Linked DNA regions of Mus musculus: all the other regions are linked to region 3. A link is a contact called in public HiCAR-type and promoter capture Hi-C data. All regions are on one chromosome and are shown on one strand. The core of a region is the stretch at or near the end of the contact, and the rest is flanking DNA. Distances in the headings are between cores, read along the strand shown. Region 1 holds the start of Mthfd1l (methylenetetrahydrofolate dehydrogenase (NADP+ dependent) 1-like). Region 2 holds the start of Akap12 (A kinase (PRKA) anchor protein (gravin) 12). Region 3 holds the start of Fbxo5 (F-box protein 5). Region 4 holds the start of Lats1 (large tumor suppressor). Region 5 holds the start of Lrp11 (low density lipoprotein receptor-related protein 11). Region 6 holds the start of Katna1 (katanin p60 (ATPase-containing) subunit A1). Region 7 holds the start of Cnksr3 (Cnksr family member 3).

Region 1 (2,700 bases), core at 51-2,550, 1.8 Mb before region 3:
CGCACCACAGTCCTGGGAGATGTCGCACAGTATTGAGTTTATTCCACAGATGAGAAATGTTGTGTTTAGGGATCCCCAATCTAAAAGGGACATCTATCAAACCTGCCCTAATAAATGAATGGACATGGCCAGAAGATAGATTCCAATATCCCTTCCATGGGCTCATCTCTAAGGGCTTAAATTCCTCCATGTATAAGCTTCAACTCTTAAAATATGCCTCCATCTCCCAGTAACCAAGAGGGTGACCAGGTTTTTAATATATGGACCTTTGGGACACATATCCAACCTACAGCAGTGAGGAAGGCAGAGGATATCCTGTAAACACTGTCTGACTCAACCTCATCGTAGGCACTTTTCATAGGGAGTAAGTTTCTGTGGCTCCAAGTTCCAACTAGATGTGTGTATTTTTTTTTTTCTTAAACTTTTTACCCTCTTTGGAACCTGCTTGTCCATGCATTTCAAAAACATGGCCCCCGTGTGTCAGTGAGGTGGCTCAACAGGTATAGTCACTTGCTGCCAAACCTATGAAGTTGAGTTCTATCCCTAGAACAATCCTTCTGCCCAGCACCTCAGCACGCCGCTGCTGACCCCAAGATAGAATCAGAGAACTGGTTTCTTCAGGTTGTCCTATCCTTTACTTGCTGCAAGCTCAAGGACACAAGTAAAACTTAAAAAGAGGAAGAGGAGGAGGGCACGTGGAATTGGGCAAGCTCACAGCTCTGCCAGCAAACCAAATGACTTCTCTTGATCGCAGGTTCTCCTGGTTAGAAATCAGACGAATGGCGTTCCATTTCTTACATCTGTTGGGGTTAATAAATATATCTTTCCAGCACACAAGACAGCGTGAGCACTCAAAAAACGGTCTCTGCCTTGCACAAATTCTACCCTACCTCATTTGTGGTCTACAAAGTTACTATGTTATTCCCACTAGCCTTGGAAATTATAAACTTGGAAGACTCAGTCCTAAAACCATTGACGTTAATCTGCTTAAGGCTACAAAACCAGCATTTGCATTGCAAACTCTAAGAACGACATTTAGCCCTAGGCCACCTCCCACGTAATAAACACTTCCTTCTGAAGGTCTAAACTGGACTTAGGACCACTACCTCCTGAGGAAAGTGAGCTGCATTATGAAGACCAAGGGTGGCATCAGGTTTTGAGGCAGAAGGGCTGGCCATACAATCTCAGGGCAAGGGCTCAGCACCACGCTGATGCCCCACCTCCTATGCCTTGACTTTCTGGCAACTCCAACCAAAAGCTTCACGTCCGCTGGCCCCCGCCCTGTTAACGTCACGGCCACTTGGTACAGTGCCCCCTAGGGGCCTCAGTTCCTCCCACGAGGAAGAGTCTAGTCTTTCCTGCTGCTGGCCCTTTACTGTGCCGCTTGGCTCTCTGGTGCCTCCCACGCCAGCCCGGGGAAGAACTTGCAGCCGCATCTCGGCGCCTGGGGATAACCAGTCACCCCGCACTCTGCAGCAGCATGAGCGTCCGCCTCCCTCTCCTGCTTCGCCAGCTCGGCCGCCAGCAGCTGCCCTCGGGCCCGGCGTGTCGCCTCCGTGAGCTGTGTCGCTCAGGCAGCAGAAGCAGCAGCAGCGGAGGTGGTGACCCCGAGGGGTTACGCGGGCGGCGGCTGCAGGATGGCCAAACCTTCAGCAGCCATGGCCCAGGCAATCCGGAAGCCCCCGGGATGGACTCCATCGTCAGGTGAGTGTCCTGTTTGTCTACAGGCAGGTCCCTAGCCAGGGACCCAAGGACCCAATGGCACTCTCGGCCGCTGGGAGACCCGAGGGACCGTTCGTAGGGCGGGAAACAGAGAATGCTTGGTTCCGACTTGCTAGAGACGCCTTGCGATTGGCAGAGAGGGCGTGGGGGCGAAGGGGAACGTCCGGAGTATGGGACCCGGTAGATGAGGGCATCCCCCCCAGCCGGCGCGCGCCTCACGGACCGCACGCCCCGCTCCACGTGCACCGCCCGCCTCCGGCTCTGATGCAACCGCGCCGGGCGTGGCGCCGACAGGAAAAGGGCGGTGCGGCCCTGGGCGGGAGAGAAGCAAGGAGGATGGCCCTACAATCCCGCCACTGCTGATGTCCCACTACTGAAGGAGGGGCGGGCTAAACCCCTTGCGGAAGCCCTCTAGGTCTAGGCGTACGGTCCGCTCCGGAGCATCGCTGCTCAGAGAGCACACAGGTTCCGGTGCAGCAGTATCTGGAAAGTTCATTCTATATCCGGTGGTGATCTGAGCAGAGTCATCTGGTCAGACCCTATAGTGAGTTTGCTAGGCCACTGCTGTGCAGAGGCACCTACCTGCAAAGGGCGGGAAAGCCCTTTTCTGCTTTGATTCCCAACTGGGGCTATGGAAACAAATGAGCAAAAATAATCTGCCCCCAGGGGCTGTCACACATATATCCCGCAACAAGTAGTCATTATTTTTACAATAAACTAAACTAAGCTCTACAAACTTGGTGTAATGAGCATGACAGTAAATACTTAAGGTTCAGTGAACTAAAAAGCAGAATTTAAAATGTTACATGGGTACGTTTGTAATAAGGAAAAACGTTCTCACAGTTTTTTGATAAAATCCAACATTTTATGGACACTGACATTTCAATTTCATGTGGTTTTCACGTGCTATGAAGTATCCTTATTTCTGTTTTTCTACCAGTTGTTTAAAAATGGAAGCTCAGGCTAGGGAGACTGCTC
Region 2 (2,771 bases), core at 162-2,661, 1.5 Mb before region 3:
TAGATTGTGAGAAATTCTTTCTCAACAAACAAGACAAATTGAGATAGGTGACACACTTACAAATAACTAAAAGCAACTTGAAAGTCTGTTTCTAAATGAATGAACCCCAAAGAAACTGGCCTTCCGAAATAAGTGGAGAAACCAAATTTTATCCTGAAAAACCGAGTTGTTCCCAATAAACACTTAAATGACCATGAATAAGGACCAAGTGTTATTAGCTAAATTAATGTTTTCATTGATACTCAAGTAACCTGTATCAAATCTAGGGACAAGATATTTATCTGGCATCTAGATTCAATGCTCTTACTGATTTTAAATCACTAATTCCTTCACTCATCCACAGAGCCTCGCTTTGTGGCTCTCAGACTTGGCTGAAACTCACTCACTACCTACCCCATGCAGGCCTCAGGCTCAAGCTAACCCTCCAACTTCAGCCACTGAAGCATCAGGATTTCAGACACGAATCATGGCACCGGGCTCACCTGACATCATTTCATCTTTTCCCCCTAGCATTTTAATGCTTAGTGACGGGTAATCTAACAAAATTTCAATTTAAGACTTATTGGCTGCCATGTTAATACAATGAGTATTTAATCAAGTGGAGGAAGAAAACAGACAGGCCCTTTCTTTGCTAGTACGAGAGAAATCTTCGTGTTTTGATAATGCCGATGGCGACTAAGCAGACCTAAGCCAATGTGGTGTTTAAGCGTCGGGAGAGAGACGAATGGCCTGGATGTGTAACCTTCAGCATCAGACGCTCAAAGGACAGGCACATTTCCAGTAACAGCTTCATTTCCCCGCGCGTTCCCCGGGGAAAGAGGGCGGCGAGTTCTGTTGATGGCATCAGCTGACATCACTGGCTGGGATCATGGGGACGCTGGGCCCACCTCAGCGGTGGCCTGACTGCATCAACCTCTGGGTTTCCCAGCTCCTGCCACGTGAGCCGCCCTAATATGGCCAGGCTCAGGAGCAGCCCAGGAGGGCTTCCTTTCTCCGGCTGAAGGAGAGAAAGCTAGAAACAAATGCTTAAAGTCAAACCCAACCTGAAGAAAAGCAAATGGGGATTTGGGTTCCCGCCTGGTCAAATGTAAATCCTTAGTCTGCAGAAGATCCAACCTTGGGTTATCAATCATTACATTAAAAAAACAAAGCTTTTGCCCCCGCCCCCTTCTTTGCTGCTCCTGAACCTTCTGCAGCCCTGGGACAGACCCCAAACCCCTCGTCCCCCTTTAATGACCCGAGAAGCCCTGGGGGCGGGGTGGGCTGCTGGGGGCCTGGTGTCGGAGCCTCTGGTCCTAGCAGCCTAGGGGGAGATGCTGCAAGGCGTGTCTGGGCTGTGCTCATGTGATGAAGGGAGGGAAAAACAAGGAGGGGGGAGGAGGCTACGAGGTGGCTTTTTTTTTTTTTTTTTCTTTTAAGGAGTTTGCCACGAGCGCGTCCCCTTCATTCTCAGTCCGGGTGTGTTCTCAGCAGGATCGTGGAGAGCGGGTGCTCCTCACCCCTTAGTCCCTGTGGTCCTGGGCGCACATCTCCTCGCCCCTCTGCTTCTCCGCGGTCCCAGGAAGACGGCTAGCCGGCGAGAGTAGGAAAGCCACTGAGCCATGGGTGCAGGCAGTTCCACCGAGCAGCGGAGCCCCGAGCAGCCGGCGGAGAGCGACACGCCGAGCGAGCTGGAGCTCAGTGGCCATGGGCCCGCAGCGGAAGCGTCGGGAGCAGCTGGAGATCCCGCTGACGCGGACCCCGCCACCAAGGTAAGCTGCAGCCACCTGCCCGGGTGGGGCGGGATGGAGATGGGGCGTCCCGGCGGTTTCCGCCTGCCACAACTTCCCGCCGGTACAGCCCATCTGCAAACTCGAGCGCAGCCCTGTGCAGTCTCTGGGGTCTTTTGCACCGGGGCGGGGCTGGCATCTTTGTGGAGGGTCTCTAAGGGCGGCGACCTAGCCAGCCCTTCTGCAACCATCATATCTGCCCTGACCGCCGTTCTCTAGTCTTTCTTCTCTCTTCCGGTGGGCTGGCAGCCTGGGGGATGGCCGGTGGGGCATCCGTAAGAATTGACCACGGCCAGGCTTCTTAAGCCACTTTACACACCCCTAGATCCCAGGTCCCAGAGTGGGGAAGTCGGGACCTGCTTTGAAGCAGGGCAAACCTAGGTTCTAGGTTCCCCGCCCAGTGTTGGCCTTGATACCAGCTTCCACCCGGGCCACCAGGTCTGGTACCCAGAGTCCTGCGGCAGCGCCTGGGACACCGCCTAGCTAATGCAGAGAGCCATGCATGTAGCTCTCTTCCAGACAGAGAGAACCGGAGCAGAAGCACGAATGGAGGGATAGGCAAAGCTCCTGGAGTCCTGTCTCCCTTTCTCACAGTTTACTGCCTGTGGACTCAGTTGGATAAACAAACATTGGAGTTAGAAGTTCTGCACGGATGTAGGAAAAGGCTTAAGTAAGCGTTCCTTGCACTCTTTCTGTCGAGTCCACTGTAAAGCTCTAGATATACTGCATTTTATAGGGATGCTTAGTTTGAGACTGGAATATTTGACCCTGCCCTGCCCATCACAGCCTTTACCTTTGTGTCTTGCTCTCATTATTGTATTTTACTTCTGTTCCTTTTGTTTTGTTATTGTTTAGGGTTGTTAATTAATTAATTTGCTTACTTGTTTTAAGACTGGGTCTCACTCTGTAGCCCAGGGCTGGTTTGGAACTCACTAGCTAGCCCAACTAGTGGCAGTCCTCCTGCCTCAGCCTCTCAAATGATTTCATAGCCACGCCCGGATG
Region 3 (2,700 bases), core at 80-2,579:
TGAGCAAAAGAATCCCTTCGTAAACCATTAAATTTCTTATTTTCTAACGGAGACTCGGGTACTCTTTTACAGACACATTCTGCTAAGCTAGTACTTTCTTCTCTTCAAGACTTAATTCCTTTTCTGATGAAGAAAGATTATTGAGGATATATATATATATATAGAGAGAGAGAGAGAGAGAATGAATTACCTCTTCCTTCAGTTGGAAATTTTCTACGATAGAACCGATGCATCTTTCATTGAGATGCCAAGAAAGATAAAAAATTAATAAGAAAATAAACAATTGATTCTCTCTGCTCACCTAAACGTTGGAAAAAGTGACCATTAATTCTTCAAAACACCCGAAAATTAAACAATCCCTCCTCGATTCTTTCATCAGCTAAACACTACAGGCAAACTCACCGTTTTGGAGGAAAAAGGGCGCTTTTTAAAAGGCCCTGCTGACTCCAGGCCTTGAGACTTACTGAGAAGCAGCAAAACAGGGGAGGAAAAAAAAAACTTTTTCCATTTGGTACAGTGGGCAGGCGGGGGCTGGGGGGTCCTTTACATTTGGCGGGAGCTGAGAAGGAGCCCCTAGAAATGCTGAGGGGGTCGGTGGTGGGAGGTGCCCCGAGGGCGCGGTGCACGAGGGAAGGCGGGAGATAAGCGCGGAGCTCAATCTCCCGCGCTCTCCAGCCAGGGCTCTGAGGGCAAAAAGTTACGGAGACTGAGTATGGATGTGAGATAGATGAGTTGTGAAATGGGGGGCGTAGAGGCTAGAGATGGGGCCATCTGGCCAGCTTGGAGTCCCACAGTCCTGTCACAGCTCGAGCATGAGTTGAGGAGGGGAGAGGAGGGGGCATTTGGCGCCCAGGCAGGGGGTGGGGTGGAATGCGGCGCGCAGAAGCCACTACCTTGCACGTCCCCAGTGCAGGGTCTCGGGGTGGGATGGAATAGTAGGACCCCGTACAAGGCCGACCACATCTGTCCCACTCTGCACCAGCCACCCTTGCTCCGCGCCTTCCTCCCAGTCCCGGGCCCAAATAGGTCGCCTGAGGCCCGGAACACCGTGATCTGCAAGCACCCAGTTTCTGAGGCTGCCGCCACAGAGAAAGGATTCCCACGATGCCCGCCTCACACTCACCGTCCACGGTAGTCCGCGCGCCAAGACGGCAGGGACAGGAGGACGGCCGGCGCAGGTCACTGCAGGTGCGCCGGCTCATGCCGCAAAACTCGGGCTCCAATGCTGGGGAGGTGGCGGCGACGACAGGAAAAAGGTGGCCGGCCAGACGAGGCGCCGAGCCGCAGCTCTTAAAAGGCGCCAGCTGGTACTTTTAAAATCTTTGAATTTGGTGCCCAAATCAGAACAGACCAATGGGGCGCGGCGTTTGCACAAGCGTGCCAATAGGCAGGCGGCATGAGAGGACGCCCTCGCTCGCCCAATAGGAGGGCGCGGGGGCGGAGCCAGCCCTGGAGCCTGGGCTCCTCCCACACGCCCAGATCCTCGCCTCCCCAAAGTTGCTGATGGAGCTGGCAAGCACGCCCATGTAGGCGTGGCCTGTGAAGGCGGCTGGTCCTCTGCGCAAACCCGCCATGCTGCCCTCTCCCCGCACCCCCCCTCCGTTATCCCGCGAACCGGCTTCTCCAGAGTCCTCATGTCCTGGGGACAGCTCCGACTTCTGCCTGAAAGTCTGTGATGGACACAGGCGGGCCCCCAGTCTTCCTCCATCGTCTGTTACGAGCGAGTTTGCAGAGCTGCAAACCCGCCACTCTGAGTGCACACCTTCCGGAAAACAAGCCCTTCCCCTGGCTCCGGACCCGCCTCTCTAGGATTTAGGCGCGCTCTACTCTCCCTCCTAAATTGGCTCCACCCCCTGCCTGGAGCTCCTGCGCTTGCGTATTGCGCGGCCGCCACTACGGAGTTGGCGGGTTGGCGCTTGCGCGCGAGGAGCCTGGCGGTTCCCTCCGGGCGGGGCGGACTAGCTGGGGGGGACATGTGACCGGAGAACCGCCCTTGCCCTGGGGATGGCGCGCAGCAGGACCCCGGCGTCCCTTTGCTTGGCGCCTTCCGAAGGCTGAGGGCGCGGCCTAACTTAGATCTGGCCATTGCATTCTTTTTTTCTTTTTTTTGGGTTGGGGGCGGGGGGGCCGGTTCGAGACAGGGTTTCTCTGTATAGCCCTGCTTTGGCCATTGCATTCTTTTGGGTTTTCAACCACCACGAATTCTTAAAAGTGTTAATTTGTATTTTATTTTATGTGTTCTTAACCTTCGTTGGCTAGGCTCGACAGCCGACCTGTTCCCCTAAATAAGTCAGACTCCCGTCTCTTTGGGGTGGAGCGCCCTGGCTGCGTGGATATTTTTATATCAAAGGCGAGAGTGAAAGTATTATTAAGTCTGATGGTGAGCTATAGTGCACCACTAATGATGCTGGGCATGCACGTCTTGAATTTATTTCTAAGTGGTGACAATACACTTAACTTCTTTTCAGACTACAGAGCAGTAAAGCTACAGGATATGCCATTTCCCTCTTGCTTTTCTGCAAGAGCATATGACTTTCTGTTAGTGTTCCATGCAGCTCCTGTGTAAAGCGGGACCAAGATTGGACTGAGTCATACAAACGTTGGGTGGATCCAGTTTTTATCAAATTCTTTTTGTTTATCCCTAGTTTTCTGGCATTTTCACGTTTGGAGTGTTGCAAAAAAAATAGTGATGTAGGTGGT
Region 4 (2,764 bases), core at 144-2,643, 1.9 Mb after region 3:
GGCCTGAGTTTAGGCCCTGGCCTGGCCTGGCCTCCGCTCCTCTGCTTCTTTCCCAAGGGTCTTTTCACTGCACCCTGGCTTGTGCGGTGACTTAGCCCTCTCAAGAAGCAGCTCCAGCTCTCTGTGCTTAAAATATTTTTAATGGTTCAAATTAGCAGACATAGTCCATTGAATTACACGTCTTAAAATTGTACCTACCTACCAAAGCACAAGGTAGGGACCTTGATTTGTAGGACGATCCCAACAGCATAGTGGGGCTGAAGCCACATTAGGGATTTTTACTATGACGACAGAGCTAAAGCAGTGGCAGCGACTACATTAAAATATTCCCTTGTCATCTAAATTTGACCATCTGAGGTTTTCATAGTTGAACTTTTGGATACAGTACCTCAGAAAAAAGCAGAACTGGGCTTCATGGAGCAGGCTTGTTATCTCAGCTACCTTTAAGACTGAGGCTGAAGGATCACAAGTTCAAAGCCAGTCCGGATAACAGTGAGGCCCAGTCTCAATGAAAACTATAAAATGTTCTGAGGATATAGCTCAGTGGTAGAGCACTGGCATAGCATGGTTCAATTCCTGGTTACACTGGGATGTCAACGTTTTTACTTTTTTGGTCTAACACAAAATAGAGTATCTGAAAAAAAAAATAATTGCATGTATTACCTACCAGCAAAACTGGGGACTGTGTTCATATTTACAGGTGATAGACAGCCCAGTGTTGGTTGGCACCATTTAGATTCTCAGCACTAGGAAAGGTGGAGTGGGGTAGGAGAATGGGAGTTTTGGCACACACGCTGCGGCCTAGAGATCCTCTACGTGGACCTAATCCCCCGCAAAAGAGAACAATGCATTAAAAGACCAAAGTCAGTGATGCATCCCGAACAGCAGATTCAATTTCAAGAGAAACAGAACTTCTGACAGCGGCCCCGTTACTCGTTATGGCTACAATGACCTCTCCTGCAGATCCGCTGGACCGAACTCTGCAAATCCACAGGTCCAGTTTCAAGAACACTCCATCTGGCTAGTTCCAAAACCACATTCGCTCCCAGCTCTGGAAGACTCGAGTTTTATTCAAGCTCTAGACATCTTGCCTCGTGACGTCCGCGGTCTCGGAGCGCCGTTCACCGCCCTTTCCTGGTGCGACCCACGCTCGCCGCGACGCGCCCGCGTCTCCGTGCGGAGCCAGAACGTGGTGGTACAGACTCCACTCTCTGGGCCACACTCACCCCGGCTCGGGGAAGCGGGCGAGCGAGTCTCGGTCGGGAGGCCACAAACGGAGCGCTAGCTCCGGGGCCCAGCGGGGCGGCCTGAAGCCCCCAGTCCTCGGCCCCCGCGCAAGCGACGCCGGGAAATGCCCACATCCGGGAAACCCGCGGCGGACGGCGGCGGCGGCGACACGGAGTGGAAGGCAAAATGGCGGCGGCAGCGATGGCCTGGTGCTGAGGGGAGAGCCAGGTCCTCGCGACCCCGCGTCGGGCCGCGCTGGCCGGCCGCAGCCCCCCGGCGTGTGTCCCCGCCCTGCCCCATCCCGAACCCGGAGCGACGCTAGGGGCCCTGGGGGACGGGCTCCGGGCCGCCGCGGCGCCGGCCCTCGGGCCCGCAGCGGCTGTCCAGAAGCCTCACCGTCCCCTGCAGGTAGGTCCGGAGCCGGCGCCGCGGGTGGGGCTCGCGCTCCTCGGGAGTCCCTGTCGGCGGGGCGGTGGCCGGCCGGGCCCACGCCCATCCCCGCTGGCGGGGGTCCAGGGGCCGCGGTGGCCAGGCGGGCTGAGCCGGCCGGGTCTGGGCCTGACTGGGGCTGATTGCGCTGACCGGAGCCGAGCCCTGCCCTGGGGAAGCGGAGGTTGGCCGCACCCGGCGCCGCAGGGAGAGCCCGGGGGCACTGAGGCCTCCGAGGTGCGAGCTGGCCTGGGAAGAGCGGGCGGGGGCTCGGGACGACAGCCACCCCTCCCCGCTTTAGAGGGGAGAGGAGCGAAAGGTGGTTTTTTTCACGCAAGGTTGCACCAAACCGGCCTCACTTCTTTGGCCTCGCAGCGGGCCTCCCGTCGGGGTCCACCTTTGAAGCAGTCCTGGGAACCTCTCCAGCTCGCTGCAATTTGTTAGCTCACCGCTTAGTGGCAGGGGGTGGGAGAGACGTGTCACTTGTTCGGGTGCTTTTTAAGTACTGGAAAACGAAGGAAAGACAGTAAGGGAAGATTGTTTATTGTACCTGGGGAAAAAAGTCGAAGCGAAGGAAAGAATAACTCTCCGATGACTTATCCCAATTCTCCCACTAATGCAGTTGGAAAATCACTTTTCTAAGGGAACGAGGTTAAAATATTTGTCTCCATTTGTAAATATGACTTTTTAAAATATGTGTATTCACTAGAAGTTACAAGTCAGATGAGCAGTAAGTACAGTCTCACACAATATGGTATCACTCAAGGTTTGGAAATTAGCCCAAATGCCTGGCATGAAGGTTGTCAGAAGTTTATGGATTATTTATTGAAGGTTATTATACTTTTCTTAAGACAGGGTCTCACAATGTATTCCTTAGCCTGGGACTCAATATGTAGACCATGCTGACCTGGAACTCAAAAAGATCTGCCCGCCTCTGGGGTTGGGCTGTGAGCCACCATGCCCCGCTAATGTTAAGGTTTTTAGTCCTTTAAAATCAAATTTTCTCCATGAGGTATGACTCTCTTCTAAGATATCTTTAGTTTTTATTACCTTAACTAAAGTTTTCTCTTACCTAGTGAGTAGTCAGGTAGGTAATATGGTTGAGGTG
Region 5 (2,700 bases), core at 38-2,537, 1.8 Mb after region 3:
ATGCTCCTGCCTTGATGATAATAGACTGAACCTCTGAACCTGTAAGCCAGCCCCAATTAAATGTTGTCCTTGTAAGAGTTGCCTTGGCCATGGTGTCTGCTCACAGCAGTAAAACCTAACTAAGACACCATGTACGAGGAAATAGTGTTTTTCAGGCAGAACAGGGCATTGAGGAGGCTGTGACAGCATGCACAAGATCTGCTCAGGGCGAAGCCAGAGAAGATCTTAGCACAGAGGCTAGGTAGTGGATAATAGAGTCCCACCATTGGCCAAGAAGCTGTTCACAATAGCTTGGGGGTGGGGTAGTGTTTTTTCAATCTGGTGACACTGGGTATATAAGCCCTACTCCAGAGGAGGCCCCATGTTCAAGAGGAGCTAGTCAACACAATTCAGATTCCACATTTCTGGGTTTAATGTTGTTTTTGGGTTTTAAAAGTGAAACAAGAAGGGAGGGAGGTGAGTGCGGATCTGGGTGGAGTAGGGGAAGGTATTAGAATATGGTAAAGATGTATGGAATTCTCAAAGAATAAATAAAAGCATTTAAAAACAAAAGGTGACTTCAAAATTAGTAATAATGAGCTTCTCCACGTGTCTAAGCACTTCGTGGGCACTGACTTACTTAACATTCATTTTAGAAATGAATACGATGATATCTTGATCTTGAAGCCGCACACTTCAGAGTATTGTGTTCTATCAGTCAAACTAAATCAGGTGTCATCCATCCCAACACCCAGTAAACTGATGGGAGATCATCAATCGGCCCAACCCTCCTTCCCATACTGCCCGGCCTTTGCCTCCTCACAAGTTCAGCTTTCTGTTGCTAAACTTCTGGTGTTTAAGTTCTCTAAACGAAACTGAAAGGCGAATTAGAACCTGAATGTAAATGTTTTGTTTCCTTTATTACCTACCATAGTCCAAATCTCTTTAATAATAAATAATGCAACGAAGTTGGATTCCAAAAGACTGCCAAAGTTGTCTGTGGTCCCCTGGCTGTACCCGTCGCTCTCCGTAGTAGCCCCGAACTTTAGACTGATGGATTTTCTGACTCTTCCCCTCCCTCCAACCCCGAGTGCCCTGCCCTGTGAGCTATGGCCTTGCGCGAGTCTGCTTGCTGAATGAGGCCTGATGGGCCCAAACACCCACGCTGCTTAGGGTGTGATCAAGCCGCGGAGCAGCCAGGCAACTCCGGGGAGTCCCCTCCTCCTCCCCACCGGGCGCCGGAGACCGACAGACCTGCGGAAGTCCCGCCCCGGAGCCGCCCCAGCACGCCAGGCTCCGCCCCGTCGCAGCCGCTGTCCGCACGCCGGTGCTGATCCACGTAGAGGCCGCTCGTCGTCCCGGTGCGCTTCCGCGGCCGGAGCGAAGATAGAAGCACCGAAAGCTCGCAGCCTGGTAGCAGGGCCAGGGCGGCGCCGAGTCCGGCCGAGTCCGGCCCGCGATGCCTCTCGAAGCCGGCACACTCGCCGCCTCCGTGAAGCAGCCAGGCCCCGGGGCCGCCGAGCTCTGAGGCCGCGCTCGTGCCATGGCCACAAGGGGAGGAGGACCGGGCCCCGGCTTCCGGCACCGCGCGCTCCGCGGGCTGCTGCTGCTCTGCCTCTGGCTGCCCGGCAGCCGGCCCGGGGAGCCCGCCGCTCCGTCGTCCGGAGTGGATAGGCTGCTTCAGGACTTTCGCCGGCAGCTACAGCGGGCACGGCCTCGCGAGGAGCTAGAGCCGGAGCTACTGGGCGGCCCGCGGGAGGATTGCCCGGGTGCGGGCGGTACGGCGGTCTACCGGGCGGTGCCCGATACCATCATCCGCACCCAGGATTCCATCGCGGCGGGAGCCAGCTTCCTGCGCGCACCCGGGAGCGTGCGGGGTTGGCGGCAGTGCGTGACGGCCTGCTGCTCCGAGCCGAGCTGCTCGGTGGCAGTGGTGCAGCTGCCCCGGGGGCCCAGCGTGCCCGCACCTATGCCCGCACCCCGCTGCTACCTGTTCAACTGCACGGCGCGCGGCCGCAGCGTCTGCAAGTTCGCGCCACTCCGCGGGTACCGCACTTACACCCTCAGTCGCGCCGAGGACGCCGCTGGGATCCCTCCCCGGCCAGGTAAGCGACGCCAGGAGGGTCCCGCCTGCTATCGAGCGAGCAAACTTCTCTGCTTCCAGAGGATTAAAGCTGTGGGTAACCGGGAAAGTGGTTCACATTTTTCTCTGACTTTGGGCTGGTGCTAAGAAAGTGCAATAGAGGGGCAGAAGCAGACAGGGTCCGTTGGGCTGCCTTTGGAAGATAAGGGGGCAGATCGGAGAGCACTGACGGATCGATTTAAGACGATAGCCCGGAACCTTCTTTGTCCCAGTAAAGATTATTTTAGTTTTATTTTGTCTCATAGGTTTTATAAAGCGTGTTTTACCGCAGGAAATAGCAAGGACAAGATTTGATTAGATGCAGAATTGCTCCTAAATACCCACTCCTGCTTCCTGGTTTGGCTCTCTGCCAACACATAGCTCCTTCAGATATAAAAATATGAAGGAAAACTTGTCACTCCATCTCCATTCTTTTCTTCCATCCCTTGCCCAAAAATTTCCCCACATTCGTGACCTTGTTGGTTTTGTGTTCCACTCAATTTAAGGAGGCCAGCTGTGTGTGGAGGGGATTGGAGCTCTGTAGTGGGGTCTGCTGGGCTCAGTACACAGTGGATAGTGTGTAAAGTTAGTCTCTCTTT
Region 6 (2,700 bases), core at 119-2,618, 1.9 Mb after region 3:
GGTATGTGATAAGTTCCAGGCTAGGAGAGGTTATAGAGTGAGACTTTGTCTTGAAACAGCAACAAACAGGTATGTGGGAGTAGGTGGATGGGTGGAGGAACATCCTCATAGAAGCAGGGGGAGGGAGGATGGGATAGGGGGTTTCCTGGGGGCCAGGGTGGGAAAGGGGATAACATTTGAATTGTAAGTAAAGAAAATATCTGGATGGCTCAGCGGTTAAGAGCACCGACTGCTCTTCCAGAGACCTTGAGTTCAATTCCCAGCAACCACATGGTGGCTCACAACCACCTGTAATGGGATCTGATGCTCTCTTCTGGTGTGTCAGAAGACAGTTACAGTGTACTCATATACATATAATAAATAATTCTTAAAAGAAAAGAAAATATCCAAGGAAAAAACAACAACAAAACATCACTGAGGTATAATTTACATAAACTCAAATTACAACTTTCATTTCATGTGTAAAACTGTACACCTGGGAAGACATCTCCACTACAGAACATCATTCCCAACTCCTAACTAACTCCCACCCGGATACTTCTGATTAGTTACTACAGATTCATCCTGTAGGTTCTAGGATTTCCTATATATTTAAGTATACCATATACATTCATTTTGCACCTTTGAGAAGCTTTTAAATTATAATCCGGTTTTATAAATTAACAGGCCTTTGCATTTGTATAGATTATAAATCCATCTCTTGGAGTAATTGATCTATATCTCTCTAAGTGGTCTTTTTTATTCTTGCTGATGTGCTGATTATAGTTTTCTGTGCTCTGTGACACTAACGTTCACATCTACTAGAGCAGAAAATATATTTTCTATTTTTGGTGAAAAATTTAGAAGACTTTAAACCCTGTAAAACATTATTTCATATATGCAGTGGCTTGCCTGCATGCATGTATGTGTACCAGTTTGTGCCCTGTGTTTTGTGATATAGGAAGAGGGTGATGGATCACCTGGAATTGGAAATAAAATCTCACCCCTTAGCATGTCTTGAGAGTATTCGCGTTACCCTGACACATGGGTCCCAGGCTTCATAATCCTAAGTACCGGGCTCTAAAGCAAGATTTGTCATAAACGAATTGCTTGAGCACTGACACTCACCTGTAAGAGAGCCCCTGACCTCCTAACCTCAGAGCAGCTTAGTGTAAATCTCCTGCTAAGGCAGAGTGAAGAAGCCCTGGGAAGAGATAATGGTCCACAGAGTAAGTACTGAAGTAGGCGGGGTATTGCCAAGTCCTTCGCCCCGCCTACTTTCCTTCCCCACGCCTACTCCCATTTCCTAGCCGCGGCGCACAGTGCGCAGAAGCACCCCGAGCTCGGCCACGCCCCTCCGCAGGTTCCGCCTGCGCGCGCACGCCCGTAGAGCACGCACTTCCGGGGCGTGTCCCCGCCGGTGCGGGAACTATCCTTTTAAGAGGGGCTTTCCCGGTTTCATTTCAACTTGGTCCCGACCCGGAGCTGCGGCGGGTAGCCTGGGCTGCGCTAGGTGAGTGCTCGGGCCTCCAGGCTCCCTGTTCCGCCCCCGCGACACCCGACCAGGGAACGCGTTCGAAGCTTTCACGCCCCCATCCCGAAACTTCCGCCTTGTAAAATCCCCAGAGCCTGGAGGTTGGGGTTCAGCTTCTTTTCGTACAGTTTGTTAGGTTGGAGTTGTACTGCTTTCTGGTGGCTTACTTCTTTCTGTTGTTTCTCCTTTGTGTTGGCCTTTGTTTTTAGTTTTAGATTTATTGCTATTGTTGAGTATGGTGTAGATGTGGGCGCGTGAGTGGAGGTCAGAGGACAACTCTCTGGGGTCGCTTCCCTCCATCCGCCTTTACGAGGGTCCCAGAGTTGAACTCGGGTAGCCCGGCATGCTGGGCAAATGCCTCTACCTGCTGAGCCCCCTCACCGGCGTTTGTTGTTTTGTTTTTGTTGCTTTTAAAGGTGATAATATTGACGTTCTTTCTCTCTCTCCCTGGCTGTTCTGGATCTCGCTCTGTAGACCCGACTAGCCTTCCTTTACCTCCTGGCGCTGGGATTAAAGGTGTGTGCAACCACGCCACTCTTGGGGTTAGTTTCTTAATCTGAGAGCCTAGTGTTCTCATGAAAGCTTTTGGCTTTTTTGATTTGGCGCTGTGGAGAAAATTTATCCCAGGAAGCATTTGTTTCATTCAGTATGTGGGTTCAGTGGCATACAAACGAAAACTTGTCTTTCTTTCTTTCCTTTCCTTTCTTCTTTCTCTTTTTTCTCTTCTCTTTTCTTCTCCCTCTCTTCTCCCTCTCTTCTCCCTCTCCTCTCCCTCTCCTCTCTCCCTCCCCCTCCCCTCCCCCTCCTCTCCTCTTTCTTTTCTTTCCTTTCCTCTCTTTCTCTTTCTCTTTCTTCTCTTTCTCTTTCTCTCTCTCTCTCTCTCTCTCTCTCTCTCTCTCTCTCTCTCTCTCTCTTTCTCTTTCTCTTTCTCTTTCTCTTTCTCTTTCTCTTTCTCTTCTTCTCTCTCCTCTCCCTCTCCTCTTTCTTCAGTGTCTCTTGTAGCCAGAGCTGGTCCTTAACTCCGGATCCTTTTGCCTCTGCCTTGTACTGCGTGTAGGCTAGGCTTGTAACTGTTGCCAGCCCTTATTTGTTTATTTATTTATAGACAGTGTCCTTTGTAGCCTAAACTGGCCTGAACTTCTGAAACTCTTGCTTCTGCCTGGTACTGGGATTACAGGCGGCTACAC
Region 7 (2,700 bases), core at 75-2,574, 1.4 Mb after region 3:
AAGTAACAGGGACCCTTCCACTCCTGCTACACCGTCCAGCACCCACTGAGTTTCCTCTTCCCGAGTACTGTACAGAACCAGACTGTAGTCCAGACACTCGGCTCCCTCTCAGTGCTTAACTGGCCTCAAAACGCTGCGCCCTTGGGGGTCCTGGCGCCTCCAGAGCTGAGTCCCTGCCTCTGCGGGAGTCCTGGCGCTAGGGTCCTCGCAGGCGCGAAAGCCCGTTCGCCCTCTCCAACCCAAACAAACAGGCTGGGCTGGCCGCAGGAGCCTTCGTCTACCTGCCCAACTGCCAGGTCACGCCCGCGAACTGCTCTGGGCCCGCAGCCTTTACTAGATCCAGGGCCAGGGGCAGTCACCCACACAAAGACGCCTTGTGCCTCTGCGCTTGGCTACAGGCAGCAAGTCCACCGTACCCGAACTGGCAGAGAGAGTGCCCTGGCGCCAAATCCCAAGCCCCACATTCCCAGCCAATCTTCCACGGAAAGGCCATCCCATAGCTCCCTGACTTAAATATAGGTGTCCAGTCGGCTGCAGTCAACGCGCACCCCCACCGAAAGAAACCGATCGGAGCAGGCGCACCAGAAAGAGACGCACAAGCCGCTCAGTAGAAGTTTGCTTTGTCGCCGGCAGGAGGGGCAGAGCACTCCAGTGCCCAACTCTTGGCCCGCCCCATCTCCCCGGCTGTAGGGCGCGGGGGTCCTCCACGGCTCGCTCACCTCTAGTCCAGTCCACCACTTGTTTGGGGCTCCACTTGGTCACGGGCTCCATGGTAAGCAGCTTCGCTGTCCGCTGGGCTAGGCAATCGACAGGAGTCCTGCAGCCTGCGCCCGTGGTTGTCCCCTGCGTGTGCCGGGAGTCCGCTCAAGCCTGCATGGCCGCAGTCAGCGGGCCATCGCGCTGCGGTTTCTGCGAGGGAAGCGCGGCCCTGGGTCTCTGCGCACGGGACAGCTATGTCCCGTACGGCTGCTCCCCGCAGCTACCGCTGTCCAGATGCAGTTCCCCCGACGCCGCTCTCTGCTACAGCTGCTTCTCCGCAACCACCGCAGCAGCGGGAGCAGGTTGCAACCTCAAACCCCAGGCCGGGGCTGCCCTGGCGTGGGACTCTTCTGGCCGGGAACTTCTAGGTCGGCTGGCCCTCCGCGGCTCCTGCGAGCGGTGTCCGTCCCCGAGGTCCCCACTCCGCGTGCGCCCCCGCCTCGAGCCTTCCCGCCAGTGGGTCCCACCTCCTGCGCCACCGTCGCGGGCCGCCCGGGCGGAGGAAAAAAGCGGAGCGTGCGCGCTCGGGTTGCAAAGTTTCTGCTCCGCTCGGCGCTGCCGGAATAAGAGAGGGGGCGGGGCGGAGCGGGAGCAACACGTGAGAGGGGCGGGGCCGCGATGACGTAGACTCCGGTTTCTTTCCCTCCTACGTCCCAGCTCCGGACGCCAGGGATCTACTTTTCCTCTTCAAGGGGTGGGCTGGAGCTGCAGCCTGAGTCCTGGAGAGCCGCTTGGCTCCGAAGAGGTCCCAGCTTAGTGGCAGCTGAATCCTGTAAACAGGTTTTTTTGTCTTTGTGTGTTGGTTTGAGATGTGTCTGTTCTCGTTTTTAAAAGCTTCGAGTCGCAATCTCGCCTTAGCTATTCAGCCTTTTAAGTTTCCTAAAGTAGGCCAGTTGTGTGTGTTTTGGACAAATGGATGGCGGTGTGCCACTGCTCCAAGGCCGCTACAGTGTATCAACTCTTCGGTTTAATAACACCAGAATGGCAGCTCTTTGAGTTGTGTTTTGACATAATGTAATAGTCATATTTTCAAAATGACCTAACGCTCGATTCAGATTAGTCATTAACCCTGAGGCGAAAGTTGTCAGCGAGCCAAAAAAGAAAAGAAAAAAAGAGAGAACCTTGCCTAGTTCAGCCTCTGACAGGGAGAGGAAAGCCCTTTCTGTACTACAAGCCTCAATTTGGAAGCAGAGCGCGGGTCTGGGGAAAACCCTATAACCGGTGTTTACCTCCCTCCCACACACATGCAGACACTCTTTTGGCCCTAGTGAAGTCTTCTTTCAATTATAGTTATTGATTTCCATCTTCCCCTGAGCAACTATTAACCCTATCCAAGGAGGAAGCTGCTTGTTATTGGGGTATATTGAGCTGGATCTGATCTTCCCCTTCCAACTACTTATCTTCTGAAGTAAGGGAGTGGCTAGTGTTTATTGATTCAGTAAATACCCGCAGTTGCTTTCCCTGCACCAACCACTGCGTTCATATTTCCTCTGTTAGGATAGCTGCTCTCTATTACACGTGAGAATCACTGCTAGCACCCAGCTATCTGTTGTATAGTGAGTGTTTTGGGTGTACAGCGTACACACTGTCTTAGCCTTCCTGAGCAATTCGTCTATGCAATGGAGAGGTACAACTATCAAAAATAGCGATTTTTTTTTTTTAACCAAGAGTAATTACCCAACCCAGAAACTTGACACCGGCCATGAGAAAATTCCTGGTAGAGTAGCTGCCCTCTTTTTAAGAAATGATCTTTGACATCTGTCTTTCCTTAACCATCTTGACCTCTGCACAGTGGGAACTGTGCCTACAGTTTCGAAAATAGCTATATGATTAGATGACCAAGCAAGTAATTCATCTATAAACAGTGCTGCCTTCCAAAGGGGACACAGTAGTAACGAAGTTGAAAGACGATGAATCTGGCTGCATAACCCCTGGAATCAC

What was found. Promoter capture Hi-C pulls out the DNA fragments that hold promoters and counts their contacts. HiCAR-type assays count read pairs that join an accessible place to other places.
Region 1: a contact with region 3 is called in a promoter capture Hi-C map of pre-B cells, with 9 times the contacts expected there. The contact joins the promoter of Mthfd1l here to the promoter of Fbxo5 in region 3. A contact is called at or near these places in 13 of 39 promoter capture datasets (the 3T3-L1 cell line, 3T3-L1-derived adipocytes, the C10 cell line and 9 more), 10 of 484 Hi-C or Micro-C datasets (CD4 T cells, CD8 T cells, the HPC-7 cell line and 6 more), 2 of 115 datasets of contacts at active chromatin or transcription factors (astrocytes and large pre-B cells) and 1 of 9 other capture datasets (liver).
Region 2: a promoter capture Hi-C map of embryonic stem cells shows a contact between it and region 3, with 2.5 times the contacts expected there. The contact joins the promoter of Akap12 here to the promoter of Fbxo5 in region 3. A contact is called at or near these places in 3 of 39 promoter capture datasets (embryonic stem cells, frontonasal cranial neural crest and pre-B cells) and 4 of 115 datasets of contacts at active chromatin or transcription factors (embryonic stem cells and large pre-B cells).
Region 4: a promoter capture Hi-C map of embryonic stem cells shows a contact between it and region 3, with 7 times the contacts expected there. The contact joins the promoter of Lats1 here to the promoter of Fbxo5 in region 3. A contact is called at or near these places in 16 of 39 promoter capture datasets (the 3T3-L1 cell line, the C10 cell line, the HPC-7 cell line and 10 more), 7 of 484 Hi-C or Micro-C datasets (CD4 T cells, LSK cells, cerebral cortex and 3 more), 11 of 115 datasets of contacts at active chromatin or transcription factors (Th17 cells, astrocytes, cardiomyocytes and 7 more) and 3 of 9 other capture datasets (adipose tissue, embryonic stem cells and liver).
Region 5: a HiCAR-type map of astrocytes shows a contact between it and region 3, with 8 times the contacts expected there. The contact joins the promoter of Lrp11 here to the promoter of Fbxo5 in region 3. A contact is called at or near these places in 6 of 39 promoter capture datasets (embryonic stem cells, hippocampal neurons, liver and 2 more), 1 of 484 Hi-C or Micro-C datasets (B cells), 8 of 115 datasets of contacts at active chromatin or transcription factors (astrocytes, embryonic forebrain, embryonic stem cells and 4 more) and 3 of 9 other capture datasets (adipose tissue, embryonic stem cells and liver).
Region 6: a promoter capture Hi-C map of pre-B cells shows a contact between it and region 3. The contact joins the promoter of Katna1 here to the promoter of Fbxo5 in region 3. A contact is called at or near these places in 11 of 39 promoter capture datasets (the 3T3-L1 cell line, the C10 cell line, cranial neural crest and 6 more), 1 of 484 Hi-C or Micro-C datasets (pre-B cells), 5 of 115 datasets of contacts at active chromatin or transcription factors (astrocytes, embryonic stem cells, large pre-B cells and 1 more) and 2 of 9 other capture datasets (adipose tissue and liver).
Region 7: a promoter capture Hi-C map of pre-B cells shows a contact between it and region 3, with 5 times the contacts expected there. The contact joins the promoter of Cnksr3 here to the promoter of Fbxo5 in region 3. A contact is called at or near these places in 8 of 39 promoter capture datasets (the 3T3-L1 cell line, cranial neural crest, embryonic stem cells and 5 more), 6 of 484 Hi-C or Micro-C datasets (CD4 T cells, the MNK3 cell line, cardiomyocytes and 2 more), 8 of 115 datasets of contacts at active chromatin or transcription factors (astrocytes, embryonic midbrain, embryonic stem cells and 3 more) and 1 of 9 other capture datasets (adipose tissue).

What each region holds. Positions count from the first base shown.
Region 1 is chr10:3,971,775-3,974,474 of GRCm38.p6, forward strand. Mthfd1l (methylenetetrahydrofolate dehydrogenase (NADP+ dependent) 1-like) reads left to right here and starts at 1,301. Exons shown (of 28, transcript NM_172308.4): 1 at 1,301-1,704. The coding sequence starts at 1,481.
Region 2 is chr10:4,264,918-4,267,688 of GRCm38.p6, forward strand. Akap12 (A kinase (PRKA) anchor protein (gravin) 12) reads left to right here and starts at 1,412. Exons shown (of 4, transcript NM_031185.3): 1 at 1,412-1,751. The coding sequence starts at 1,602.
Region 3 is chr10:5,804,136-5,806,835 of GRCm38.p6, forward strand. It overlaps Fbxo5 (F-box protein 5), which reads right to left and starts at 1,330. Exons shown (of 5, transcript NM_025995.2): 1 at 1,124-1,330. The coding sequence starts at 1,202.
Region 4 is chr10:7,679,816-7,682,579 of GRCm38.p6, forward strand. Lats1 (large tumor suppressor) reads left to right here and starts at 1,394. Exons shown (of 8, transcript NM_010690.1): 1 at 1,394-1,635. It also overlaps a transcript of Pcmt1 not described here.
Region 5 is chr10:7,588,530-7,591,229 of GRCm38.p6, forward strand. Lrp11 (low density lipoprotein receptor-related protein 11) reads left to right here and starts at 1,288. Exons shown (of 7, transcript NM_172784.4): 1 at 1,288-2,084. The coding sequence starts at 1,523.
Region 6 is chr10:7,724,632-7,727,331 of GRCm38.p6, forward strand. It overlaps Katna1 (katanin p60 (ATPase-containing) subunit A1), which reads left to right and starts at 1,369. Exons shown (of 11, transcript NM_011835.2): 1 at 1,369-1,492.
Region 7 is chr10:7,210,913-7,213,612 of GRCm38.p6, forward strand. It overlaps Cnksr3 (Cnksr family member 3), which reads right to left and starts at 1,325. Exons shown (of 13, transcript NM_172546.2): 1 at 720-1,325. The coding sequence starts at 771.